Regions from separate parts of the Mus musculus genome. Here region 2 is linked to region 1. Evidence: chromatin contacts called from public HiChIP or PLAC-seq data. All regions are on one chromosome and are shown on one strand. Each heading gives the region's core, a stretch centred on a gene start, on an enhancer-like site or on the middle of the called end of the contact. The rest is flanking DNA. Distances are from core to core; before and after follow the strand shown.

What was found. HiChIP or PLAC-seq counts read pairs in DNA pulled down with a chosen protein or histone mark.
Region 2: a contact with region 1 is called in an H3K27ac HiChIP or PLAC-seq map of embryonic stem cells, with 7 read pairs. The contact joins the promoter of Wbp1l here to the promoter of Mfsd13a in region 1. A contact is called at or near these places in 5 of 39 promoter capture datasets (the HPC-7 cell line, the SN4741 cell line, cranial neural crest and 2 more), 3 of 115 datasets of contacts at active chromatin or transcription factors (bone marrow-derived macrophages, embryonic stem cells and pancreatic cancer cells) and 3 of 9 other capture datasets (adipose tissue, liver and pancreatic islet).

What each region holds. Positions count from the first base shown.
Region 1 is chr19:46,354,271-46,361,082 of GRCm38.p6, forward strand. It overlaps Mfsd13a (major facilitator superfamily domain containing 13a), which reads left to right and starts at 2,610. Exons shown (of 9, transcript NM_029186.2): 1 at 2,610-2,714. It also overlaps the pseudogene Gm24610.
Region 2 is chr19:46,595,272-46,602,083 of GRCm38.p6, forward strand. Wbp1l (WW domain binding protein 1 like) reads left to right here and starts at 3,835. Exons shown (of 5, transcript NM_001177812.1): 1 at 3,835-4,022. The coding sequence starts at 3,933. Sfxn2 (sideroflexin 2) reads left to right here. Exons shown (of 12, transcript NM_053196.3): 12 at 1-1,630.

The DNA of each region.
Region 1 (6,812 bases), core at 1,360-3,859:
GTTTGCTGTGATGAACCCATTGCTATGTTGTTGCAAAGTAAAAAGGGGACAATGTTTCTGCTGCACAAAAAGTTGCCAGCAACAAAAAGGCATAAGGGTCAGTAGTGCCTAACCTCTAGCACGTTCCCCAGCGGCTTGGAAACAGTCTCCCGAGCTCCTGAAACTCTGTAGCCAATGATGGCCTTGAGCTGATCCTGATGCTTCGGTCCACCAAGCGCTGTGACTACAGGGACAGCCACAACCATAGGCACTTTACCCAACATAGGGATTGACCCTGAGGCTCAGGTATGCTCAGTGAGAACCCTTCCAAACCTACCTACATTTCTAGTCCCCTGCTTTCTTTTCTTTCTTTCTTTCTTTCTTTCTTTCTTTCTTTCTTTCTCTCTCTCTCTCTCTCTCTCTCTCTCTCTCTCTCTCTCTCTCTCTCTCTCTTCTTTCTTTCTTTCTTTCTTTCTTTCTTTCTTTCTTTCTTTCTTTTACACTGCCTTCAGCTCCCAAGTGCCTGGACTACAGATGGGCTTCGTCATGTTCAGCTCTAGTTCTCCCTGTATGCCTACAAAATCCCCATAAGCAATGGAGCAGTTTCAACAAAAAGAAGGTCCCTTGGCAGAAAAGTCAAAAGAGGCACTCCTTGCCTTATATCTCAGGGTAGGTGTTTTAGGGTTTTACTGCTGTGAACAGATACCATGACCAAGGCAACTCTTAAAAGGACATCATTTAATTGGGGCTGGGTTACAGGTTCAGAAGTTCATTCCATTATCACCAGGCAGGCATGGTGCAGGAGGAGCTGAGAGTTCTTCACCTTCATCTGAAGGCTGCTAGCAGAATATTGACTTCCAGGCAGCTAGGAAGAGGGTCTTACAGCCCACATCCATAGTGACACACCTGCTCCAACAGGGCCACACCTTCTAATAGTGCCACTCCCTGGGCCGAGCATATACAAACCAACACAGTAGGGAAACCAAACAGATAGCAGCGGGTCCTATTTGATTGCTTAGAAACTGGACTGAGCCATACAGACTTGATTTTAAAGGTCTAGTAAGTGTGGAAGAGGAAGGACTCCTCTGAGACTCCAGAGAAGTCTGGTCTAACCTGGTTGGGCATCTGGTTGTATGAAATTTGTTGAAGGCTGGGCACGGTGGTGCACATCTTTAATCCCAGCCCTTAGGAGGCAGAGGCATGAAGATCTCTGTGAGTTCAAGACCAATCTGGACTAGAAAATGAGTTCTAGGGCAGCTAGTGCTGTTAAAGAGAGAAACACTGTCTCGAAAAACAGAAACAATTCATTGACTGTTTCTCTGAACTTCAGGGTTTTTGCTTGGTTGGTTGTTTGGTTGGTTGGTTTTTGAGATGGGATTTCTCTGTATGCCCTACCTTTCCTGGGACTTGCTTTGTAGATCAGGCTGGCCTTGAAAGCAGAAATTCACCTGTCTCTGCCTTCCCAGTGCCAAGACTAAAGGTATGTGCAGCCGCCACCAGCACCCAGTGGTTATTTTCATCTGTAAGTGGAAATAATAGCATCTACTTCCCATGTATAATTTGAGGAAGAGGCATTTGGAACGGTGCACCTATCCTGCAAAGTACATAATAGTAGGTGGCTGAGCAGTTCTTTTATGTGTGTGTATCGCCAGCCCTGTTTTTGTTTTTAGTTTGAGATAGGGTTTAAAGTGCCCGGATTGCCCTTAATTCACTCTGTATTCAGCACAGGCTAGCCTTCTATGTAGCAAGAATTACAGACTATGCCTTTAACCTCGGCACTCAGAAGGTGGAAATTATCAGATCTTTGGGAGTTCGAGGCCAGCCTGGTCTACATAGTGAGTTCCAGAAGAGCTAGAGCCACATGGAGAAACCCTGTCTCGTAAAACAACACCACCACCACCACCACAACAACAACAACAACAACAACAACAACAACAACAACAACAGGAATTTCAGAAAGGCACAATCAGGCATTACTTCCTCTTCTAATTCTTGTTTTTTTTTTTTTTTTTTTTTTTTTTTTTAGGTTTTTCGAGACAGGGTTTCTTTGTGTAGCCCTGGCTGTCCTGGAACTCACTCTGTAGACAAGATGGCCTCCAACTCAGAAATCCGCCTGCCTCTGCCTCCCAAGTGCTAGGATTAAAGGCATGCGCCACCACGCCCGGCTTCGTCTTCTAATTCTTATTACTACCACTACAAAGAAGTCGGGCAGCATGGGTTGTGGGTTAATGGCCAAGTGCCTGTGTCTACCATCTCCTGCCCTGGCTCTCCATTCCTTTGATTCCTCATGCCCACAGCTCAAGCTGGACTTTGCACTCGCAGGCTCACAATCCAGCCGTAGGTAGTCTCTGCTAAATTCTCATCTTCTGAAATTAGGATCGGGGAAGAGAAGGGAGAGTCCCCAAGAGGAACTTGCTTTGAGCTGAAATGACAGTTTTCGTGGAGGTAAGAGAGAGGAGATAAGTACTTCAGGAATCCAGGCAACCTGCCCCTGTTGCCTGATGCCCGTTTTCTTTTGGGTCCCTAAGGGAAATAGCCCATTACAAACATGGCAGCGACAGCCTCAGGCGCGGTCACCTGCCCGAGCTGCTATCGGGAGAGCCGTGCGGAGCCAATAGCTGGGAAGGGGCGGAGGGAGAGACTGGGGAAGCCCAAGGCTGCTAGCGCGCAGGCGCACTGGCTGGCACCTGGCTCCCCCGCTGCCGCGGAATTAGGCATCGTCTGCCAGGATTGCGGTGAGCTGCTGGCCCACGGCCCAGGACCTCTCCGGTCCCGGAGGAGCGGGCCGGACCCCGGGGCTGATCTGATACAAAGGACCAGCCCGAGGGTGGGGCGGGAATGCGTTGCGCTGTTTGAGTCATTGGGACACTTTGCGCGGTTCCTTAAGGTGCCAGATTATGGATTGGAAAATTCTGGGGTCAGGAGGAATTGGGACCAAGGGGCAAGTGTAGAATCCCCGCTGAAGGTCTCTGTTGGGGTAAGAAAAGGGGATGCACCGTCCAGGTTGCTCCTTGAGGAATCTGAGTTCATGGATGCAATGGTTCAGGCCGGGATTCACTCATTGACCTAGTGGCCCTTAAACCTGGTAGCAGAGTAGAACCACTGGATAGTTTAAAAGATGCTGGGCATCACCTCCAGAGATCCCAATTTTAGAGGTCTGAGCGAGGTCCGAGCCTAGGTGTTCTAGAATAGCTAGCTCTTCAGGTAATGTGCAAACGAAATGAAAACCACTACACGTGTTTCTGAGTAGAAAGCTCCTGGGTTGATTCCCAGTTAATTCCTCAGAGACTTAGAAGTGGCCAGCGATTCTGAGGTGAGTCGGCTCTGACACTTTCGTGCCACCATAAAATCCTGTGAAGGACCGAGAAAGTCCCTCTGGCAATGGGTGAAAACTCCATTTTCCATCCGAGGAGGGTGAACCTGTTAACTCGCGGGAGAGAGTCGGGCTCCTTCAACAACTCTCCTGCGGGCTCCTTCATTCTGCGGAGACTGACCAGGGAGTGAAACAGCTAACAATCCAGTCAGCAGCTTGCTGAGAAAATGACACGCCTAGTATTTGCTTTGTTATTATGACTTGAAATTCCACCTGCTCATTCGATACTGGCAGGACAGGCAGCAAACAGATTTGCTTTTTCCACAGACGTGGGAACAAGTTTTGTGGCTACGTGAGGATAGCGTTCATCCTTGACCCAAGCACTGCTGATACATACAGTATTACTTAGTAGTTTTTCCCCTCTGTGGTCTCTACAGGCTCCCTCCTGAAGGGAGTGGGAACCGCCTACCCTCCTCCTCCTGATAGTCTTCCTTCCGGGCCCAGCCGGTTACTCCTTGGTTTCCTCCCTCAATTGTACTCTGTCACCAGAGGTTGCTGCGGTTGGCCAATCTTTCCTGTTGTTAATCTCCCAGAAACCTTGGAGAGTGGACTGCTAGGAGAAGGATCTTGAAGTATCTCCGAAGGGCTCCTCAAGAGAGAAATGCTTTTGTGTCTCCTACCCTCAGCGGGTGTCTTCCATCTTGATAGAAGCTTGGTGGAGGCTTACAAACTCCCTTTTTAGTCTGGCCCCTTTTACTACTACCTGGGTCACATTCTGCCCTTGTTTTCTTAGCTTGGTACTGTGTCCTGGGTGAAAGGGTTGTAACTTACTGCTGGCTTTTACCAACACTGCCCTCGTACATCTGCAGCCTCAATGCACAGGTTTGCTATAGGGTTCGAGGTTGCTACTGCTTCTCCAAACCCCACAGCCAATCAGAGCACCTAGAGTGGGCTGTGGGTGTTTGTTTTCCTGTGACTGCCCTTTGTAAGGCAGAGGACACCCACATTGGCCTTGGGGGACAATGGACTCAGCAGGTGTTGAGCAGAGGCTTGGGGGAGGGATCTGCAGGAGGAGTGGCCTAGCCTTGTTCTTGGGCTCTTGAGCTGGAGGGAAATAGAGAAAGCACTCATTCCCAGGATGCAGGGGGACTGGAAAAGGTAGACAATACCTGATTGGGCGAACCTGGGGGGTATGAGGACCCTGGCGAGGGCTTTGAGGGAGCAAGATTTCATAAGATTGTGGAAGTGGAGCCGGGCAGTGGTGGCGCACGCCTTTGATCCCAGCACTTGGGAGGCAGAGGCAGGCGGATTTCTGAGTTTGAGGCCAGCCTGGTCTACAGAGTGAGTTCCAGGACAGCTAGGACTGCACAGAGAGACCCTGTCTCAAAGCAAAAAGATTGTGGAAGTGGGTGCATGGTGAAATGAGAGGTGCCAAGGTTTGTAGCCAGAACCTGTTTAGAACGTCTTGGTTAATGGTCATTACCAAGGCTTTTAGAGTGCAGTTTCTCATTTGCTGTGGACATGACCATAAAGAAAAATTCCCATGAGGTTTTTCATAGGCTACTACCTGTTGGGAACATTTGTTTAAAAAAAAAAGAACTTCTTGGTTCCAGCACCTCATAGCTTGCGACTGTGGGCCAGTTATTTACCTGATCTCCGGGCTTTGCTTGCGTCTATAGACTGTAGATGGGAATAGGAAATGCACTGTGAAGGGTTCACAGCCGTGGATGTGGAAGCCAGGCCTGTCCTGAAGGTCTCAGAGCCAGCACACAGTCACAGCCAGACTTCGGGTTGGAAGGCAGCGCGTGAATGGAAGTGTGGAGGTGGCATTTAAAACAGAATTGGGAGGGTGACACATAGGAAGGTCTGAGAGGCATCCATGGTGAATATTGCAATGTGGTGGCATACACCTGTAATTCCAGCACCGGAGAGGCAGGAGGATTGCCGCAAGTTTGAAGCCAGCCAGCCCTTGTCTACAACAAAGACTTATAGATTAGTCAGAGGAGTCCCTAACTGATTTTTTTTAAATGTATATTTTTGGTGTATTTATATCATGTGTGTGTACATACATGTTTGCATTTAAGGATATCCATGCATAAGCTATAGTGAGTGGCTAGAGGGAAGAGGACAACCTCAGGTGTTGGTCCTTGCCTTCTAATCTTAAAAAAAATAATTTTAAAATTTTATTTATTTATTTATTTATTTATTTAGGTTTCTGAGACGGGGGTTTCTCTGTATAACCCTGGCTGTCCTGGAACTCACTCTGTAGACCAGGCTGGCCTCGAACTCAGAAATCTGCCTGCCTCTGCCTCCCGAGTGCTGGGATTAAAGGCGTGTGCCACCACACCCGGCTAAAAATTTTATTTTATTTTTTTTAAATTTTTTTTTTTAAGATTTATTTATTTATTATATGTAAGTACACTGTAGTTGTCTTCAGATACACCAGAAGAGGGTATCAGATCTCATTACGGGTGGTTGTGAGCCACCATGTGGTTGCTGGGATTTGAACTTTGGACCTTCGGAAGAGCAGTCGGGTGCTCTTACCCACTGAGCCATCTCACCAGCAAAATTTTATTTTTTAAGACAAGGTCTCACTATGTAATGCTGACTAGCCTGGAACTTAGTATGCAGACCAGCCTAGTCTTGAACTCTCAAAGATCTGCCTGAATTGTCTACTGAGTGCCTGGCCCTAGAACATCCCCCCCCCCCAGATCTATTTACTTTTATTTGTATTTGTGTTGCTTGAGTGTATGTATGTGTGTGTGTTATCTGCATGCAGGGACCCCTGGAGGTCATGAGAAGGCCATGGATCCCCTGGAACTGAGCTACAGGCGGTTGTGAGCTGCCATGTGGGTGCTGGGAACTAAACGTGGGTCCTATGCAAGAACAATAATGCTCCTAACGACTGAGCCACCCCTCCAGCCCCTCACCTTTCATTATTATATGGGTTCCATGGATCTGGTGCAGGGCTTGGGGCTTGCATATAAGCCATATCCCCAACTCCCAGCCAATTTTTAAAGATCATGAAACCCAGTAAGAGCTAATGTTTATGGAGAGTCCTGCATGTCCTGGGTCCTCTGCTTGGGACTCTGCTCCTTTTGCATTTGAGCCCCACCTTAGGAAAGTTGGTATTAACCTCTCCACTGGCCTAGGGAAAGGAAGTGGCTGGCCCTAGGCCACCAACTCAGCTATTCCCAGGACAGGCCTCCAGCTCTTGTGCAAGGTGAGACAGGCACAGGAGCAGGGAGCTTGGTTGCAGGTTACAGGATATGCAGCTTATGCAACGAGGATGGTGTGGGCTTCTTTTCTCTTGTGTAGTGGGTTGAGAGGAGGAAGACCAGAGGAGGAAGGCTGTTTGCTGCTGGAGTTGAATCTGGAGACACACAGGCTGGAAAGTACCATCACCCCCCACCCCTCCAGCAAATCCAGCGCTGGCTCACCTGTCTGGAAAGCCTCTACCTGAGGTCTGTGCTAAGGGCTTATTTCTGGAGTTCTTGCTGGGTATCCTGGTTTGCAGGAT
Region 2 (6,812 bases), core at 2,585-5,084, 240 kb after region 1:
AAAAAAAAACCAAAAAACAAAAAACAAAAAACCACCAAAACAAATCAACAACAACAACAACACCAAACCCAAAAAGTTCAAAGGTAACCTTAGCTACATGGGGAATTCCAGGATAGCCTGAGCTAGAGACTTACTCAAAAAATAGAGGGAGGGAACAAGAACAAGGTATTTTGCCTGCTTTGTCCTTGCCCCCTGACCCTTGGGACCAGAAGCAGAGGTCTTCTCAGCAGAGGTTGCTGGTGTATGGGAGGTGCTCACACAGTTTAGGATATTTAGAAATCGAGTGATCCTTGTCCAGTCAGGACAGAGGATACACTAATCTCTTCCTCTTCTCCTGCTTCCTCCTTTTTTGGGGGGGGGGGGATAGCCCTGGCTGTCCTGGAACTCACTCTGTAGACCAGACTGGCCCCGAACTCAGAAATCCACCTGCCTCTGCCTCCCGAGTGCTGGGATTAAAGGTGTGCGCCACCACGCCCGGCTTGCTTCCTCCTTCCTAAGCAAGAGAAACATTTACCCTTGCGATTCTTAAAAAAAAAAGCTTTTTATCATTTTTTAAAACATTTTTATGGGTGGGTGTTTTGCTCCCATGCATGTCTCTGCATGCCGTGCCCACAGAGGTCAGAGAGCATGTCAGATCATCTGAAACTGGAGTTACTACTGTGAGCCAGCCTGCGGTCAAACCCTGGTCCTTTTGAAGAGCAGCGGCAGCTCTTACCTGCTGAGCCCTCTTTCCAGCTCCTTATCCAGGGAGAGATAAAGGAGCTATGTGAATCTTCTTGGGGACTCATCTCTACTCTTCCCCATGATGCCCTGACTGGGCTATCCCATTGGGAATGCTTCTAGATTTGAGTTTTTCAAGTCCTTGGAGTTATTTGTACTAAAAAAGACAAAAACAAACACAAACACAAAACAAAAACAAAACCCATGGACAAATAGTTCCTTTCCTTGGCCCATTAGGTCTCATACCAAAGAGGGCTGGGACACCTCTGAGTGGGAATTCACCAGGACTACAGCCTTAAAAACATGTAGGAGAGATGCAGGGCAGCACCTTTAATCCTGTACCCTCTGGGCAGAGGCAGGCGGATCTCTGAGATCGAGGCCAGCCTGGTCTACAGAGTGAGTTCCTGGCCAGCCAGGACTACACAGAGAAACCCTGTCTTGAAAAGACAAGGAAAATGAAAGTGTAGGGCAAACCACCATTTTACGGAGGTTATGTGGGGCATCAAGCTCTGCGCCTTGGAAAAATGACTATTCTGTCTTAATATCATGTCCAAATCCACTTCTGGGACCTTTAGCTGAGAGGTCTCTTCTCTCATTGCCTTCTCTGTTTTACAAGTCAAGTCCCTCACTGTGAGTGGGATGATTTCCTGCTGCCTTCCTTCCCTCTGCCTGTTAGGTCACATACCAAAGATTGCTGAGTGCTGGTGGGATGTGGAGCCTCACTTGGACACCTCAGACAGGAAGTCCACCAGGGCCAACAAGCCTAAGGAGGGCACAAAGGGCCACTTTAGTTCCCTGGGGGACTGGCTTACCTGGGGTCAGTGTGTAATGAGTTTTGTCTGGCAAGATTTGCTGATTCTGTTCAAACGCACCATTATGAATTGAATAAACTATTTGAAAGAACATGAAACACTGTCTGCAAACTAAGCTACTAACCCCTGATGGAAAGCAGGTTCTATGGTCTGACTTTGGCCTTGGCATGCCAGAGGATGTCACAACTGTAAGGGAACCTGTCTGATTTCCTTAATAATGGAGAAGAACCCACCGACCCTTGTCGGTGCTCCACAGGTCTCCCGGCGTAGATTATACATTGTCTTAGGGCTGGAATTGGCGAGCCATACATAGTCAAATCTGCCTGCTCTCTGGGTTTGTTTGTTTGGTTTTTTTCTTTTTTGTGCACTTAGGAACAAAAATTTATTTTTACGTTTCTTAATGGGCTATTAAAAGAAAACCTAGAATATGTGATAGAAGCTGTGCATGTGTCCCGTAGACTTTTAACACGCCTCCCCTATCCCGCAACTGTGACTTTTAGAAATAGATACTAGGCCTATGGGACATGCCATCAATCCCAGCACTTTGGAAGCAGAGGCAGCTGGATCTTCATGAGTCTGAGTCTACCCTGCTCTACATAGTATATTCCAGCCCTGCCTCAAAGGGGGAAAATGTGCACTATGGTCATCCGAAGATGTTGTGAAAACAGGTGGAAAGGCTCATCCCAGCTTCCGGTTCTGTAGGTCTGAGATGGAGCCCGAGGATATAACGCTGCCAGCATTCATCTGACACCACACAGTTGTACCAAAGGACTTCGAGTGCCGAGATCCCAGCTGTGATTTAACCCCACACCCACTTAGACAGTAAAATGGAACTCAGACAGCATGAAATTGGTATTTTCCTTTCGATGAAGCTCAGGCTATGCAGTCGTGAGTGCTGAGATTACAGCTATGCACCTCCACACCTAGCCAAATCCAGCCCTTTAAATTGTATGGTTTAGTAACGTTCAGTCCAGTCACAAAGTGCTACAGTTGTCACTACTGTAATCCAGAACACTTTCACTGTCCCTCCTAGAAAGCCAAGGTCGGTTCGGCAGCAGCCACACCCCCACCCGCTGCCAAACCCTTATCCATTTAGTTGAGTTGGCCTGTAAGGTGTTGAACAGCAGTTATAATGAGCAGGAGGGCTTTGCATGGGAACTACTAACACAACTTTGAGGACAGCCTGAGTTACCTAGTTTCTGGCTTGTATGGACAACAGGAAGAGACCCTACATCAAAAACTAGCCAAGTACATCCTGTAACTAATTGAAGTGTAATTTTTTCTTTCTTTTTCCCTCTCTTCCTCCCTCTATCTCTTCCCTTTCTCTGTTCCTTATGGCCCATACCAGGGTCTGAACTCAGGGCCTTGCCCATGCAAGCCATTTACCACAGAGTGATACATCCTCCTGCCCTGTTGGACAAGAATTCTCAAATTGAAGCAGCTACATGGTGATGTGTGGGTTTGTGTGGACTAGTATTGTCCTTGCGGTGTGTGGAGGGGCAAAGGGAAGCCATTTTCATTTAGCCGGAAGATAACATGGATGAAGCAATGATTGGTGGGTCTCAGAGCTATTTCTGAGTAGGGTCTGAAGAGTTTTGTCCTTGAAACTTGGGGGTAGCAGAGCACTATCGCTAAGAGAGGTGCTATTTAATAGGGGACTCAAATGACTCAAAGCTGCTGCTTGGGTAGTGAGCTTGGAAAAAGGATCCTGATAATAGGGCTTCCTGTAATTTAATACAAAAAGCACCAAAGGCTTATAGACTGCAGTTGGAAGCACGCTTTAGAATCATTATATCTCACTACTTTTTTTTCTTTCTTTCTTTTACCTCTACTTATTTTAATACAAAAAGCACCAAAGGCTTATAGACTGCAGTTGGAAGCACGCTTTAGAATCATTATACCTCACCACTTTTTTTTTTCTTTCTTTCTTTTACCTCCACTTAACTGTGGGAACATAACATTTCCGCCACACTCAAAATGACTGAAATACTGTAAACCTTTTCAATGCATCCGGGTGGTCGTGTCCCTAGCTCCTGTTACTTCCGCCACTCTCTGCGGGGCGGGGCGCTCTGCACTTTTCTGCACCTCGCAGCATTCAAGATGGCCCAGCTTCCTCCCACTTTTCATTGGCCAAATCACCTAGCACGAGGGTGGCTGGGACTGGTATTTGACTCACAGTTCTTTTGACCAATGGACAGAAAGTAGGAGCCAATGAGGCGCGGGAGCTGGAGACCCTCCCCTGCATCTGGGCGGGCCCTTTGCCTGGGGCGGGGTGGAGCCGAGCCGGAAGCGGGAGGGCAGAGCGAAACAGGAAAAGAAGGGAAGGAGGAAGCAGAGGGAAGAAGAGAGGGAGGAGGAGGGGTGGCGGCGCCGTGGCGGAGGAGCAGGAGCAGGAGGGGGATGGAGAGGAGAAGGCTCCTGGGTGGCATGGCGCTCCTGCTCCTCCAGGCGCTGCCCAGCCCCCTGTCAGTGAGGGCTGAGCCCCCGCAGGTAAGGGGAGGGCTTCTGGGCTAGCTTGGGGGTCTGGGGCGGTCGAGGCCTGGTTGGAGGGGGGTCTCAAAGAGGTTTGTTTGCAAGGAGTTGAGTGTTTTCGGGAGGGAAGCCCATGGCTAAGGTGGACCAGGTGAAGGGTGGGGGTGTTGATGTTTAGCTGAGGGACACCTGTGACGAGTTGGATGTCAAGAAGGTGGCAGAGGCAATGGTGCCAGGCGACTTGAGGGTCCTTTGAGAGGGTAGTTATGGTAGGTGCTCTGGAGGACTCTTCGCGGAGATCGCCGCACACTGGCGCCCGTGGGCCCTATTTCTGCTCCGCAGTAGAGTCCGGAGCCAGAGACTGTGTGCACACCAGTGTGTGCTGGGATCCCAGGTTACTGCACTGGCCCCAGAGGGAGGAGGGCTCAGCATGGTATTTATTTCAGGCTGGACAAAGGAAAAGTTCTGAGGGCATCCTGACTCTTATTTTTAATGCTGTAAGGCATAGTACGTTGGTGGGCTGTTGCTGGAGGTAAGGTTCTTGGGAGATAGTAGGGATGAAGTAGTAACCCCTCAGGAGGAGGGGCACATTTGAGTGTGAGAAAACCGTGCTGTTAGGCTAGCTGTCCTGGGAAGAAGTCACTAGTGCTGATCCGAGCGAGCCAGCTCAGGGCTTTTGAGCAGAGGGTGGTTCCGATGCCAATATCGGCAGCAAGTGGAGCACCCTAGCTTTTCTTGCTGGGTGGCTTGCTCTTCCTGAGTCCAGGGCCGAGATGCCTGCTTATGCTGATTCTAGCTTGGGCTGGCGTTTCGAAACCCTAATTGAAGCGTTACTCTTGGTGCCAGATTGGGTGGGGTGCTGTAGGGGGAATCACCCCTCCCCTGTTAAATCTGGCAAAGCTTCTATCGTTTCCTTTGGTTTCTCCCCTTTCTTCCCATCATTGTCTGTTTTCCACAGGCACAGGGACAGCCTGTGCAGCTTAGCACGTCACATCACGCTGAAGAGCAGAAATTGTTAGCAGAATTCTTACCTTTCCCCTTAGAGCTCAAGGGCAGCCCTTTCACATACGTATCTTATTTTTCTCCCGAATATCCTCTTCAAGAAACAAAACAAGAAAAACACCCAAAACCCCAAAATAATTGAGTTTTGTTTTGTTTGAGACAGGATCTTGCAATGTAGGTCAGGCAGGGCTTGAACTCTTGATCCTCTGCCGAGCTCTGTGATTTGATAAGATTTTTTTTTTTTCAAGTGAGCTGAAAGTCACAGAACAAAACCAACAGTTCTAAAGTGAATCACTGTGGCGCTCCATGGTTGTGCAACCACCACGGCTATCTACTTCCAAAACAGTTGAATCATCCCCAAGAATGATCCATATTAACCAGTTACTGCCTGTTTCCACCCCTCCCCCACCCCCAGCCCTGGCCCTTGGCGACACCCACTAGCCTGCATTGTGTCTCTGTGGGTTTACCTGTTCTGCACATCCCTGTGTAATGGAATGCTGTAGTATGTGGGGCGTCTTTCACGTTCCGTCATGTTTTCAAGGTTCACCCACATTGTGACCGAATAATAGTCCCCTTTATGTATATACTACAATGATTTGGCAGCTTATCTGTTGCTGTATCTTTTTTTTTTTTTTTTTAAGTCAGGGTTTCTCTGTGTAGCCCTGGCTGACCCAAAACTCACTTTGTAGACCAGGCTGGCCTCGAACTCAGAAATCCCCCTGCCTCTGCCTCCTGAGTGCTGGGATTAAAGGCGTGCACCACCACTGCCCGGCTCAGTTGCTGTATCTTAATGGGGCGGGGGCTGGGAGTGGGGATATGTTATCTGGGAGATAATCTGTGAATGATCGAGTTCGTTTTCTGATCTTTTCTTGTATTCCTCCCCAGGGATGAAGCCCTTCAGTTTTTGACTTTGTTTAGGTTCTTTGTTTTCTTAGTCAAAACCGTAAGCTGCCAGGAGAGATACATTTGTCTCCTTGAGAAGTTGCAGCTCTCAGGACTGGGAAAGTTAAGCGCAGGTAGTAGGTATCGATGGAATAGAATACAGAATAATGAAGTTGCTTTTTTCTATTTCTGTGGCTGTCTGAGGGCTGTTCCCTGTAGCCTTTGAATCGCCTTGTTAGGGGGCTTGATTTAGGAGTGTGGAGCCTTTGGAGGTGAGCTGGTTGTTCATAGGAACCAGGTCCACTTCTTGAAGGAAAAGCGTTGGCAAACGGTCCTGCAGTCTGGGGGCGGTGGTGGGGTCTTCAGTGCAAGGCTCTGCGTACAACTCATCAGTCTCGGGCTTGTTTTCTTACCGCAGTTCTGGCACTCGCAGTGCTTATTTTGGGGACAGGGTAGCTTTTGTACTTTGTTCCGTTTGGTTGGTTTGCTAGCACTGACCACTGCTGTTGTCTGGTTACATACAGTTCCTGCACAGAGGGAACGTTTCCGTTACGAGCTGCCTGCCCACTCCTCCCTGGCCTCTCCCGACGTCATCCCGATACCCTTTACGCTCTCATGACACCCCTCACCCTCCGAGTCCTCTGGTCCAATCAATCATACCAGATAACTATGGTGAAATTTGTGTTTTTTTTTTTTTTTTAACCTTTGGCATGGAGGTGGCAATATAATTATTAACTTTGAATCTACCACAGCTTGGTCAATTTAGGGTTTTCATCGGGGTTTTGCAGAGGCAGGGAACATCTGTCAGGGAGCAACCTCAAGTCTTTATTTCTATAGTGACCAGATCACTCAGGTGGCACCTTGATTTCTGGGTAGAGAGTGCTGCAGGTTCCTCATTGTATCTCCCTCCCTGAAATGGACCTG